5 separate regions of the Gossypium hirsutum genome follow, and regions 2, 3, 4 and 5 are each linked to region 1. A link is a contact called in public Hi-C data. All regions are on one chromosome and are shown on one strand. The core of a region is the stretch at or near the end of the contact, and the rest is flanking DNA. Distances in the headings are between cores, read along the strand shown. Region 1 holds the start of LOC107951061 (protein ELF4-LIKE 3). Region 2 holds the start of LOC107897705 (protein Brevis radix-like 4). Region 3 holds the start of LOC107897704 (protein BIG GRAIN 1-like B). Region 4 holds the start of LOC107951068. Region 5 has its middle 13 kb from the start of LOC107951064.

Region 1 (2,767 bases), core at 144-2,643:
ACCACCATTGCCAAGCCTCAATGTGTCACCCTCCATTTTCTTTTTTATTTTTGGGCCTTACTCTGTGGAAACTCACAGTTCTATCAAATCAAAAACCAGTAATGAATCCAAAAATACAACAAAGAAAGGAAAGAATATGATAGGGAAACAATAGATGAGACGGCAGTAGTTAGAAACTTAATATACATCGATGATGTATTGTTTTTACTAAAAAAAATAGCCATAATCATACATAGTTAAATATAGCAAAAAGAAAAAAACAAGAATTGTTTAAGGTGTAAGAGACAAAGGCCTGCTGTAGAAATCATGTCCATCACCATGCATGCTACTTTCAGTTTTTTCATAGAAAGATCAATAAACAAAACATGAAAAATAATAGTTGATATTATTGTTTATCTTTTTTACTATTATTATTACTTATGATGAGATGTGAAAAAGCAGATCCATTTCCATAAAAGGGAAACTTTTTTTAATGTACTCAGAAAATACCCAACTCAAACATGGAGTTGCAAGGAAGCATCTCAAACACACCCAAAATTTGTTATTAAAGAAAAAAACTAGTCAATGATGCAGATAAGATTACTCTCATAGTTAGTACTATTCTGCAGAGAGACAGCATTATTAATCTTTTTAACCGCAAAAATGACAATGAGAAATATATATATAAAATAAAAACAAATACAGATAAAAAAAATTACAATTTATTTATAAAAAGTAAATTAAAATTAAGAAAAAAAGAGAAAAAAAGATTTTGCATCAAATTCAAGGAATAAGAAGCATAAAATCCCATCACTCACTCAGCTAAACAAGATTTTTTTAAAAAAAAAGAAAAAGAAAAAAATGTGTTAAATCAAAAACAAGAAGTTATCTTGATAAGATCCAAGTGTTTTACAAAGAAATATAATAAATTAAGAAAACCCATCAGCTGAAAATGACAAAAAGAAATCAATAATTTAACTACACAAGACAAAGATAGAAATTTTATTACATGTTTTTATTTTCTTTGAAATCATTTGCTATAGAAGACATAAATAAAAATTCAAGTACATCAATGATATAGTAATTACTTTTGCATATACACGTACCTTGTTGGAGCATTATATTCTGGGAAGCAGACACAGGTTGAATGAAGGAAAAAAGATGGGCGATTAAACCGTACTCAGGAGGAAGCAAGAAAGAAAATGAATTATTTGAGCGAGAGTATTGAGAGAGAAAAGATAGGAGGAGAGAGGGGGGGGGAATATGTAGATTAAATATTTTTAGTTCCATATTTGCTATATATATACAGTGTTATGTAGAAGGTACAATATTATTGGAATAAAAATTAAAATAATGATGAGATACCAAGTAATTATTAAGAAGAGTTTAGGGGATAAAAAAAACCGTGGGGGATGAGATTGGATTGGATTGGATTGGTGTCTGGGTGTAATACTCAGATCCGGGGGCATGATGAATGATTCGAGCTGGTGTTCATGAGTCGCCACGTGGCATATGGACATTGATGGAAAATCCCCCATCTACCGATGAAGGGGGGTCCCTCAATCCAAGATATCTTATAACATTCATGTTTTTGCTTTGGTAGATGGAAAAAATAAAATAAAAATAAGAGTTTGATGTTGATTATTTTTTTATTTAGTATTGCAGAAGGAATATTTTGAATGTCATTTTCAGCTTTTAATAAATAAAATGGATTGGTGACAATCATCAATTTAGTTTTTGATTTTTGTGAAGAATGTTACTACTACCATGTTTTTAAACCAAAACTGGAAATCTACCATGTTTTTAAACCAAAACTGGAAATCTTATCAATTACCCACTTTTGATTTTCCATCTTTTTAATTACCATGATTATTATATTTTTATTGTTGGTTTAAATGTGTTCTTTGTCTGCTAATTTGGGTCTTTTGTTTGGTAAATTACAACGTTTGCCTCTACTTGTTCAACAACATTTTTTTATTCCAAACAACATTCAGCTATTACGTGAACCATGTAAATGGTTCCTGCATTTTTTTTAATAACTAATCAGTCAACATGATTGAAATAATAAACGATTTGTTCCCACTATTTTATAATTTTTTTTATATTTCTCTTAACTCTTAACATCTCTAACTTTGCTATTAATTTTTTCTTCAAAACTCATGTTCCTACCGCTTATACAAAGTTATTATTATTATTTACCTTCAACACAAATTTATGGACATGTTAGTTCCAACTCGAAACTTGTCTGGGTCTTTTTATGTTCCATGAGAATAAAAAATTAGATTAAAGTAGTTAATATTGTATAGGTGAGTATACTATTTTTTAACCACATATCAATATCAATCTATTTCAATGTACTATTTCGAATTTATTATAAATAATATTTTTTAATAAATTAAATTATTAATTACCATAAATGGTATAAGAATAATTTAATATATTTTTAACCTGTATTCATGCATTAGTTAATGCATAATGTTTCAAATGATGTGATCAGAATTAAACCGATACAATCAATACAAATAATTTTTTTTTTTAAATTAATTATGTTAGTTTAGGATAAACTATAAAAATAGTCAATTTTGTTTGTCTTAGATTATATTTTAGTTACTTATATTTGCAATGTTACATTTTAGTCATTTATGTTATTGTTTTGTTACAAAGTGGTCACTCTACCGTTAAGTTCCGTTACCTCCCTAATGACAGTCCTACGTGGCAGTCTAAATGATTTTTAAATATTAACTTTAATGTCCTACATGACAGTTTAAATTAAATTTATTTAATTAAA
Region 2 (2,767 bases), core at 161-2,660, 430 kb before region 1:
ACCCTTCAGCACACTGGTGGCCTTCCCAAAGCTCGAGCCCACCGGTGACGATCCCAGGGACGAACACAACTGGGTGATTCACCGTCAAGCCCTCTTTCCGCAACTTGACCCCGGGTGGGTCCGTCAACGGCCCTGTTATCGCCTCCGTTACATATTGCGGAATCGAAGCAGGCATTGTATTGTAAAGTAATAACAAGAACCACCACACCGAACATACAAAACCAATGAACCAACAACAACTGTCCCAACATGACCATTTCTTGGAATTATAGCTTTCTTTCCTGGGGCTCTCGTATAGGTTATTCTTCTCATCTTCCTTTACGATGTTGCACCGTAAGTTCTGGGACTTCGAGGAATCCGTCCCCTTCCTCCGCCGCAAAAACGACATCGTTATTTAATGCCAAAATATAATACAGGTTTGTTTCATTAACGGAGACTAATGAGAATCTGATACTAAGACTCTCATTAATTGTGAAAGAAAAAAAGGGGCGGGGGGCTTTTTTCTTCTCACTTGAGCCGGTGACAATAAAAGATAATGACAGCCACCACCGGAGTTAGAGGTGGAAGTATGAGATTGGGTCTTATTTAAGCTTCAAACAGACTCCTTTATTTTGATATTCCAGATTCCTCTGGCGAGGGTCCCACTGTGGGTCGGGGATGGCTAAGGAGGCTAGCGTCTCCTTTTTGGACTTTTTTTAAAGCCTGAGCCTGCGGTATAATCTGTTGGGAGCCGCCGGATTGACGATAGAAACTACGGTGGTCAAAGCATCAGACGGCGGTGGTGATGGAAATTAGAAATGGGTGGATTTCAACGGTGATTGGAGGTTGGAGAGGTGTTTTGAGTCTAATATTTCGGAGTAATTAATAATGTTTGTTATGTGCCAAAAACTAAAGATGCTTTCTGACATATACGCTTGGGAATGGAAGCCACGTGAGTGGGAGCGGATATGTGTAGATAGACCCGAATCGCTCAACGATGTACACGTTCCTGCAATTAAATCAATGATTTTTCAGCTCCAATTTGCCTCAATTTATATTGACCAATTGCCCTAAAAACACAAACCCGCAACACTAGGTTGTTGAGAATGATTAAACTAGTTCTAAAACAGACAACCCTCTGTCAAAAGTTTTACATCAATATTAGTAATAAAAGGAAATTTGTTTTGGAAATGGGTTGGAAGATCTGATACACCACACCACTTCAGGTAGATGGTAAATGATCAACATGCACAAATGCCAAATCTCTCACTATCATTATTAATGGCACTCACGAGTTGATAACATAGCCCAAGTTAAACGAGTTCTTCGGCCTTCCAATGATGAAACTAAGCCCATCGAGTCTCTCCAGTGGGCTTTTTGAAAACTGAGAAAAAAACAAAAGCAGAAGCTCAGCAATCAGCATCACGCACCAATCATTTCATCATCGGATCACACAGTGTATTAAAAAGGTAAAGGAAACATCATCTGAGCCCAGCAACGGCCTACACCAACCACACTCTTCTACTACCAATATACAGCAACAACTGCAGTGCAATGAGTGCATTTATCCCATTAGACCCATAGCTCCTTCGATGAGATTGAGGAGATTATAATTTGGTTTTATCTCTTCCATCTTTTTTCTTTTCTTTTATTAAAACCCTTTTTGTTGTTTAATTTTGTTTTTATTTTGGGTTGGCGCAGAGAATCTTTGATCCTTTTTAATTAAACGTGGCATCATTAAAGAGCTACCTGAGTCTCGAATATCGGGCTCCAGGTCCCTGAAACTTCAGAGGAAAAAAGAAAGAAAAAAAACCCTTAGTTCTCTCTTACCCACCACTGATCCTCAGATTTCTGGGTTTGCATTAAATTTTGCTTCTCTGTACGGTAAACTCGAAAACTTGTTTATTGTATAATCTAGTTCTCAAATTCTGACAAATCATAAATGTAGTTTTCAATGTATTGCTTTTTATTTAAACAGAAGATTTCTCAGCTTTCAGAGAATTTCGAAACAACAATGCTGACGTGCATAGCTCGTTCCAAGCAACCTGGTGATGACTCGGTGAGTCAACAAGAGGAAATGGACTCTTCCACTACTCCTAACACTAAGCACAACCAAGCCATCAAATCCCTCACTTCGCAGGTAATTAGCTTTCAGATTTACGACGTCAAGGTTTTCCGGTTCTTCGTTCTTTGTTTGGCTTTAATGACTGTGTGGTTTAGTTGAAGGACATGGCGCTAAAGGCGTCGGGGGCGTACAGGCACTGTAACCCCTGCACGGCGCAGAGTCGGTTGAGGAACATGGGCGAGTCTGACGCGGACTCGGACAGGTTCAGATGGTCTTATCGTCGGACGGGGAGTTCGAGCTCAGCGACGCCGAGGACGTGGGGGAAGGAGATGGAAGCAAGGTTGAAAGGGATGTCGAGTTCGAGCGGAGAAGGGACGCCGAAATCGTTGAGCGGACGCCGAGTGGACACGGTCGTGTTCGTCGAAGAAAGTGAGCCTAAAGAGTGGGTGGCTCAGGTGGAGCCTGGCGTGCTTATTACCTTTGTTTCACTTCCTCGCGGCGGCAACGATCTCAAGAGGATACGATTCAGGTGCGCCGCGCACTTATTTTTTCTGGATTTTCGCTTTCCATCATATTAAGAAATTTTTATTCCACTTTCGAAATTCGCTGGGAAATGGACTAGTCACGTCACTGCTCCAATGCCTGCCTAGTTTATTGTTAACATCAATAAACGAACAAAATGTTAAATAATACAAAGTTATAATGGTTTTGGTTTAAATTCCT
Region 3 (2,767 bases), core at 76-2,575, 330 kb before region 1:
ATCGTAAAAGTCTTTCATGCTGGAATTTATCATAAACACATATCATAACTCTAAGTCGCCTCTTCACTACCCACATCAAACTACCACACCTCATCCTCCCTTCCCCCAATTGTGAGATTTGCCAACTCCTCTTCTATATCCACAACGACACTACTGGAATCACACTCCCATAATCATAAATCAAGAAAACCAATGAAAACAGAAACTACCAAACAAAAAAAAAGAAAAAAATAGGGCAGCATGCCACAAGAGCAAATAGAAAAAACGTGCCACAAGAATAGATTTTATCCGAAAGCAACTTTATATTTTTTACACAATCACATTTTTTAAACTACATAAATTTAGATGAAAAATAATAAAAAAATTTGTACGTTTTTTTTTCAAAAACATCCTTTAGAAGTTCATTTTACTTTGTGATTATTTAGATAATTTATTTGTAATAGTTTGATATTTGCGATCACTCATATTTGTATTTTACTTGTTACACTTTAAAAATAATATAATAACATTTTAGTAAAAAAAAAAAGCCTCTCTTTTCAATTGAAAAACTTATAATAAATTAATAAATAATCTGAAATATGTTATATATGGTAATAATTTTTGTAGTATTCATTAAAGAAAACGAAAATTGCTTTCATTGGAGTATATCTATTTTCTGATTCAGGTAGTAAAAACAGGGTGATAACTAGTACAAATTAGTGAATGAAAGCGAAAGATGAAAAGGACCAAACAATACGCACTTCATTGGAATGTAATTGCCCACTGCCTCAGCAATAACCCCCTCAAAAAACCCAACCCCTTTGCAGTTTAAAAACATCATCAAACTTCAAACAAAAAAAGAAAAAGTTACCCGCACAATCAAACCTGCAACAGCCTGGCACCCCCACCCGCACGCGCGGCACTCCCTCCTGCTTTCACTTTTTCCTCAGTTACATCAACAGCAAGTACACACACAATTGTCTCTTTTTCTTTGCTTTTTTCACAGTTCAAATCCCCCCTACTTGTTTATGCTACACTAATACTTAACAAACATATATATATATACTGGTAATAAACAGAACAGTCCAGTTCACATTGAGGAATTTTCTTCTATTTCTATACCCATTTCTCTCTCTCTTTCACATGATCTACTTGCATTCTCTACTTAATTGTGTCTTTGCAGCTTTTGACACTTTCTAAGTAGACATTAAAGCCTTAAATTACCCCCTTACTGTCCTTTTCTTTTGTGTCCCTTCTTTAATCTCAAAATTCCCTTGTTTTTCCCCTGTATAAATCTCTGTTTCCCCTGTTTTTGTTTTGTGTGAAACAAAGAAAAAAAAAACACCATGTATAGAAGAGAGAGCTCCGTGATAGATACTACGGTTCCTCAAAGAAGAAGAACCCCTTCTTTCTCTTCAACTCTTTTGGATGCAATTTATCGTTCCATCGATGAATCAAACGAGCCGACATTGTGCAATTACAGGGAAACCAAAACAACTAAGAAGCAGAGAAGTGGTTCCAGTCTTCGACGGGCTATTATGATTGAGGATTGGGTTGAAAAGCAGAGCAATCAGGACTCAGCATCGCATTTCAACTCCACTTCGACCTCCTCCGATTCTAGCAATGGCGCTATCTTCTCATCTTCCGAAGCCGAGTCGAGTTACAAACAGAAATCGAGAAGATCGAAACCGGACAAGAAGGACAATCAAGAGAAGGCCAAGAGAGAAGGAGGTGGTGGTGGGTTCAACAAAACAAAGCTGAAAGCATTGAAAATCTATGGTGAATTGAAGAAAGTGAAGCAACCCATTTCCCCTGGTGGTCGTATCACTAACTTCATAAACTCCATTTTCAATGCTAATGCCAAGAAAGTGAAGATGTGCTCTAATGGAGTTTCAGAGGATGTAAATTTCCTACGAAAATCAAAATCTTCAGCTTCATCACCCACTTCATTTTCCAGGTCTTGCTTGAGCAAAACACCTTCTTCAAGAGGTAATAACAATAACAAGTACAGTAATGGCAATAAAAGGTCAGTTAAATTTTGTCCAATTACTGTCATTTTGAATGAAGATTCCAGTCCTTGTGGCCATAAAAATATATACAGCGATGATCCCAGATTAATGTCCACCTCAACTGTTCAAAAGACTGTTAAAGAATCTGCAGGTAGCACCAGTAAAGCAAGTGATTATCTAAGGAGCTATCAAAGAAGAGGTATCGGGAAACTGGATTTGAGAGGCTTTATTGAAGATTATGATGATGAAGAAGATGACGACGACGATGATGGACTGAGTTGCTCGAGTTCGGATCTTTTCGAGTTGGATCATCTCATTGGAATTGGAAGGTATAGAGAGGAGCTGCCAGTGTATGAAACTACTAGACTGAAAACTAATCAAGCCATTGTTAATGGCTTCATAGTGTAACCTCATTTCTCTCTCTCTCTCGTTTCATCTTTCAAATTGTAATTATTGGCTTTGGGGGTTTCCAAATTGAAAATTCAAGTTATTTGAGTGACTATGATTCTCTATACCTTAGCTAAGCTTTGAAAATGGAAAAGAAAAAATCACTAAGATGGTGAAAATTACTAAAGCTTTAGAACAGTGGAGATCAATGTTATTCTTCACACAGTGATGAGTGAACCGTTAAAGCAATACAGAAAGTCGAAATAACAAAGAAAAAAAGTGAAAAAGGAAAGAAAAGCAGACACAAATCTTCACCCCACGAGAGAAGGGAGAAAGTGAAAACTCTTTGCTTTATTTAGCACATGGCCTCAACATCCCAACATAAATTAGTT
Region 4 (2,767 bases), core at 158-2,657, 290 kb after region 1:
AAAGTGTGTGTTTCGGGCCTCCATCTTTCCACCAATGAGTTGATAAGTGCCAAATCAAGTTTGTAGCCCCCGAACATGCAAGACACATGTAAGAATCCAACTGCTTGCAAGTGGCCAAGAATTTCAGGGATCGCAAGCTTTCCGATGTTATGAATGAAGCCCTTCAAAACACGATTCTCTGCCTATTTACACAATAAAAATAATTTCAAATTAAAAAAAATAAAATTAACCTTATTGAAATTAATGAAATTTAAATTTTCGTCTTACCATTACTACTTGGGTGGTGGAAATATTCTTGTTGTTGAAGTGGATTAGAGAGGCGGTCATTCGTGAAAAATAGATTTTGAACAAATACAATATGAGATAATTAATAAAAATATTATTTTTAAATGAAAATATCGTACACGATCAAAACGAGAGACTTGAGAGGGTTTGAGAGAGTTGAGAGAAGAATGTGAATGAAAAAACTGAAATTTGGAGGGTATTTATAGGGTAAAAAAACTTATTGTTGGATTTTTATTTTTATTTTTTACAGTTGGCGTGGCACTGATAAAAAAGCCATTGCTTTTTGACCTTTTTGAACATTGAGGGAAAACATGCCTGATTAGATGAGTTTTCCAGAAAACGTGTCCAGCTAGACGTGTTTTCTTGATACGTATGCAGAAAGCTCGTCCAGTTGAACTCGCTTTTTTATTTAAATCAATTTATTTCCTTAATTAAATCTAATTATTAAAAAAAGGGACTATTGACGTTATTTAGCCCTATAATCACAACAATATATGATATATGTGATTAGATTAGATATGTCATGATTGGCTTCTAATATATACTAGAATTAAGATAGTATTTCTTTAATGTTGATTTGAATTAAGCTTAATATATAATGCTAAACCTTATATATGGTAAGTTGAGTTGAAGTGTATAGTATTTAATTAGATAGTTATGTTTAAGGTCTAAAATAATAGGTTGTTAGTGCATGCTTAAAAGAAACAAATTAATAAAGTTAAAATTCAGCAAATTATATAGTTTTTTTAAGGAAAGAGATTATTCATTTATTTGATTAGATTAACATATTTTAAATGTTCATGATAAATTTAAACTTACAATTAATTTAATTTAATATTAATACTCTAAAAACTTAATTAAAATATTTTAAAATCCTATATAAATTTAAAATTTAAATCATGTTGAACGTTATCAATATTTTATTATTAAACAAACATAAATTAATAAATAAATATTATAAAAATTCCGATTAATCAATAAAAATACATTCTTTTTTCCTCTCACTATTTTATTTCTTCTTCACATCTCTTTGGGCCAAAAACAAATACATAAAAAAGCCAGCTGGCTGACCATTCAGATTCAGGCCCGTAATATTGAGGACATTTATGTGGCGGGAAAATTAATATAGAAAAGCGTACGCGAGAAGCTTCTCTTTCAGAAAAACCCTAAATTTGTTAAAAAACCAAAAGGCCGCCCTTTTTTCTTAATACGATTCCTCCCTATTATTCTTTTGTTGAGTGTTCATACTGGTTCGTTTTCACTTCCCGCCATTTTCTTTCAGCAGCGATGCCGGTCCTAAGATCCCGCGAAATCCTTCCGGTCCAACCCAAGCCCCTAAAAGCTCGGGCCAATATCGACCCGCCCGCCACTCCCACGCAAGGCCGCGAACAACCCGCCACTCGTTCATCGCCGCCTTCACTCATTCCCTCCCCTAAAACTCTTGGTTCAGTTTCCGGTTCCGCACCCATACTTCGGCGGAGCCTTCGTCTTTCTACGAGAGCTTCGTCCAATGCCGGCCAGGATGGTGTTTTGGAGGCGGAGGAACCTATCGAACGACGAAACGGTGACGTTTCGAGAAAGAGGAAGTTGAGTGCCGATAACGATGTCGGTTTGGAGAGCGGCGAGGATGAAGGGGTATTGAGTTTGCGGTCGGGGAAGAGGGTTACTAAGAAGGGTCCATTTGGCGACGGCAACGGCAGCGAAGGCGATGTAGAGGTTGAAATTGACAGGAAAGGTAAAAGCATGTTAGTGGAAGAGAGTGAAGATACTGAGAAACCGGAAAGAAGCAAGGAGAGAGTGAATGTGAAGGGAAAAAGGAGATATAGTAGAGAAGAGAAAGGGAAGGGGAAATTGCTTGTAGAAAGTGCTTTGGAATCTAAAGATGAGAGTTTAGTTGACGGTTCAGTTTCCGACGTTGAACTTCTAGCACAGGAAGTGAATTTGTCCAATGAAAAGCCAAGTAAGAAGAATAATAGGAGAACAAGTCAGGGGAGAATGGAGCGGTTTCGAGATACGGCTAGGGAAAATGCTTCTCGATTTGCCCATTTCAGCACCCAGGAAGAAGATGATAACATTTTATCAACGGAGGCTGAAAGCGAAATTCCGTCCGAAGAACCTGAAGAAAAGGGTGTTGAAGATTGGCCGGGTCCTTTCTCTACTGCTATGAAGATTATAAGGGATAGAGCAGCGAATTTTAACGTAAGACAGGGGAGTTCTTCCTCGGACAAGGTACAGTACTTACAAATTAAGTGGGTTCCTCAAAAGGGTAAAAGAAAAGACTGGTCAAAGCGGCTGCCTCCATCATTGCTTGATTTGAGCTTGAGGGTTCTTGTCGATAATGCAGATGCGATTGCTTCGCTTGCTCATGTGCCTGATGCTCTGAGACACAAGCTCTGTCATATGCTCTGTGACTCGAGGCGAATGAATAGTAACTTTTTTGATCTCCTTCTTAACGGATCCCCTATCGAAATTCGCCTCAAAG
Region 5 (2,767 bases), core at 111-2,610, 270 kb after region 1:
TTTTTAATACTAATTTTGTTTTATTATACTTTAATTTATTATTATATAATATTATATATATACATTTACTTAATTATTAAAATAACATATTTTAACATATTTCTATAACATAGGTATAATTATTACTTTGACCCTTTAATTTATTTTTAATCTATAATTTAACTTTCACGCTATATACAATTTAATCCTTATATTTAATTACTTTTAATTTAAATAAATTCACTTAACTGAACTTTAAAAATATTTATTAAATATTTATGACTTCAATTTACGGGAAAAAAATTCTAAAAATGCACTTATCGAGATCACTGACTACCAGTCGTTACAGTGTTAATTAGGTATAATCGTGATTTTAACAGAATTGATGAAGTGCAAAATTGTTGTTTCACCCGGCCTTTTTTTGTCAAGGTTCAAACTAGTGGGAACACTCACAATTGTAACTGAGCATTGAATTCAGGATGGTACACACCGTTTTGAGTTTTGACTCATTCTTCTTTTGCAAGAGAGAAAGAAAAACACAAGTAATTCTACAACTATTTGTCGCCAGAGTTTTTTCAAAGCAACAACAGGTCGGCAACAGTGATTGCCGGCGGAAACATATTTGCATCAAGAGTCGCCACTGTTTAAATCAGCACATGAAACCCATGCCATAAATAGCAGCCACCGACTCCTCCGTCCATATATCTCCAATCAAAACCCCCCACGCAGTTCATCAAATCAAAACAAAGGATTAAATTTTCAGCTATAAAATACTCCCGCAACCCCCGCCCTATACCGTCCAATTTTATGCCACATGCTTATATTCTCTCACCCTAAATTTCTTTATATAATTAAGTAAATTATTCTAGTAACTGTTGGTTTTCCTTACTTTTTCAACTGGAGTGTGTACTGCGGATAAGTTTTTTCATCATCAGATCAAGTTCGTAGGAAGGTAACAATGGCGGAAACTCTATCTCAAGGGACCCCAACGCTCTTCTCTCCTTACAAGATGGGCAAGTTCAACCTTTCTCACAGATCTGTGTTTCAGTTTGTCTGTTTTTTTTTTTTTTTGCATCAGATTCCTTGATTTCGGAGGGGCTTAGATCCTTGTCTTGAGGGAACTTTGGTTGTCAGACATGTTCTACCAAAGATTTCCGGGGGTCTATTGAGTTTGGTTTGTATGTGATGGCAGGGGGGTGCTGGTGCCGATGACTAGATGCAGGGCGTTGAATGGAATCCCAAGGCCGGCGCTCGCTGAATATTACATGCAGAGGTCGACTCCAGGCGGCTTTCTCATCACCGAAGGGACACTGGTGTCCGACACTGCAGCTGGGTAATTTCGTAATTTAACCAAATCCTGATACGACTATTCCACCAATAAATTATACCACTTTCTAGTCTTTTCCATCAAACAGATAGGATTTGCCCAATGTTGTGTCGTTTTGCATATTGGAAGAGTTTTTATTTTTAAATTAAATTAAATTGAATATGAGATAATAGGGTTGGGAGATGCAATGCTTCACTTCAAATATAATCATTTTGTATATGATATAATGGTACCCTTGTTAGTCTTTTTATCCCTTCCCTGTTACAAAATGATTGTTCCAATAATATCAGATTTTCATAATATTGAGCTATCCAGATTCCTGGCATATCCTAAATTGCCTAATGGTGCAATGTTGAAGCAGGTTCCCACATGTTCCTGGGATCTACAATGACCAACAGGTGGAGGGATGGAAGAAGATTGTGGATGCTGTTCATGCAAAAGGAAGCATCATTTTTTGCCAACTCTGGCACGTTGGCCGTGCTTCACATTCTGGTAACTTCCATCACCCTATGCATTTCCCCTTTTTTTCACCATTTATTGAAATATTTTATTTGCTTATTTTGACTAATGAAATAGTGTATCAACCTGGTGGGGCGGCACCCATATCGTCAACAAGCAAGCCTCTCTCCAACAGGTGGAGAATTTTGATGCTAGATGGGAGCTATGGCATATATCCTAAACCTAGAGCTCTACAAATCTCGGAAATACCAGAGGTTTGTCCAACACTACCGCACGGCAGCTTTGAATGCCATTCGAGCCGGTTTTGATGGAATCGAGATTCATGGAGCGCATGGATATCTCATCGACCAATTTTTAAAAGACGGGATCAATGATCGCAGAGATGAGTACGGTGGATCACTGGCAAACCGATGTAAATTCTTAATGCAAATCGTTGGATCCGTAGCCGAAGCTGTACGTGCAGATAGAATCGCAGTCCGAATTTCACCCGCAATCGATCACCTCGACGCCACTGACACTAATCCGCTCAACCTAGGCTTAGCCGTGATCGAGAGGCTTAATGAGCTTCAGCTGAAATTGGGGTCGAAACTCGCTTACCTTCATGTGACTCAGCCTCGTTATCATGCCTATGGGCAAACCGAATCAGGCAGGCACGGTAGTGAAGATGAGGAAGCTCATTTAATGAGGACTTTGAAAAGGAGTTACGAGGGAACTTTCATGTGCAGTGGTGGATTCACAAGGGAGCTCGGAATGCAAGCAGTAGCTGAGGGTGATGCCGATCTGGTATCGTATGGCCGTCTTTTTATATCGAATCCAGACCTGGTTTTAGGTTGAGGATCAATGCGCCATTAAATCGATACATTAGGAAGACATTTTATACGCAAGACCCTGTTGTGGGGTACACGGACTATCCCTTCCTGGTAGTACAATCACGACTTTGATGTGCAATGGCTGTGCTGTTGAATATATGTTAAAATTATGTGTGAAATAGGAGAGTCTAAT

What was found. A called contact is a pair of places that touch in the nucleus more often than the background predicts.
Region 2: a Hi-C map of leaf shows a contact between it and region 1, with 5 times the contacts expected there. The contact joins the promoter of LOC107897705 here to the promoter of LOC107951061 in region 1. A contact is called at or near these places in 6 of 34 Hi-C or Micro-C datasets (callus, hypocotyl and leaf).
Region 3: a contact with region 1 is called in a Hi-C map of leaf, with 1.8 times the contacts expected there. The contact joins the promoter of LOC107897704 here to the promoter of LOC107951061 in region 1. A contact is called at or near these places in 2 of 34 Hi-C or Micro-C datasets (callus and leaf).
Region 4: a contact with region 1 is called in a Hi-C map of leaf, with 2.8 times the contacts expected there. The contact joins the promoter of LOC107951068 here to the promoter of LOC107951061 in region 1. A contact is called at or near these places in 5 of 34 Hi-C or Micro-C datasets (anther, hypocotyl and leaf).
Region 5: a contact with region 1 is called in a Hi-C map of leaf, with 4 times the contacts expected there. The contact joins the enhancer-like site here to the promoter of LOC107951061 in region 1. A contact is called at or near these places in 5 of 34 Hi-C or Micro-C datasets (anther, callus, hypocotyl and 1 more).

The regions. Positions count from the first base shown.
Region 1 is chrA06:19,953,513-19,956,279 of Gossypium_hirsutum_v2.1, forward strand. LOC107951061 (protein ELF4-LIKE 3) reads right to left here and starts at 1,394. Exons shown (of 2, transcript XM_016885962.2): 1 at 1,086-1,394; 2 at 1-62. The coding sequence starts at 36.
Region 2 is chrA06:19,527,427-19,530,193 of Gossypium_hirsutum_v2.1, forward strand. It overlaps LOC107897705 (protein Brevis radix-like 4), which reads left to right and starts at 1,411. Exons shown (of 6, transcript XM_041115295.1): 1 at 1,411-1,863; 2 at 1,961-2,119; 3 at 2,200-2,573. The coding sequence starts at 1,994. LOC107897707 (phospholipid:diacylglycerol acyltransferase 1) reads right to left here and starts at 1,166. Exons shown (of 7, transcript XM_041115292.1): 1 at 1-1,166. The coding sequence starts at 388.
Region 3 is chrA06:19,621,601-19,624,367 of Gossypium_hirsutum_v2.1, forward strand. It overlaps LOC107897704 (protein BIG GRAIN 1-like B), which reads left to right and starts at 1,326. Exons shown (of 1, transcript XM_016823241.2): 1 at 1,326-2,396. The coding sequence starts at 1,326. The coding sequence ends at 2,396.
Region 4 is chrA06:20,247,994-20,250,760 of Gossypium_hirsutum_v2.1, forward strand. LOC107951068 reads left to right here and starts at 1,408. Exons shown (of 6, transcript XM_016885966.2): 1 at 1,408-2,767. The coding sequence starts at 1,573.
Region 5 is chrA06:20,228,296-20,231,062 of Gossypium_hirsutum_v2.1, forward strand. It overlaps the pseudogene LOC107951066. Among protein-coding and RNA genes, the nearest start is that of LOC107951064, 13 kb to the left of the region's middle. Within about 2 kb of position 1,361, at least 7 of the 9 cell types and tissues checked have an H3K27ac peak or open chromatin away from gene starts, as enhancers often do. A contact at or near this core is called in leaf, where this site is marked.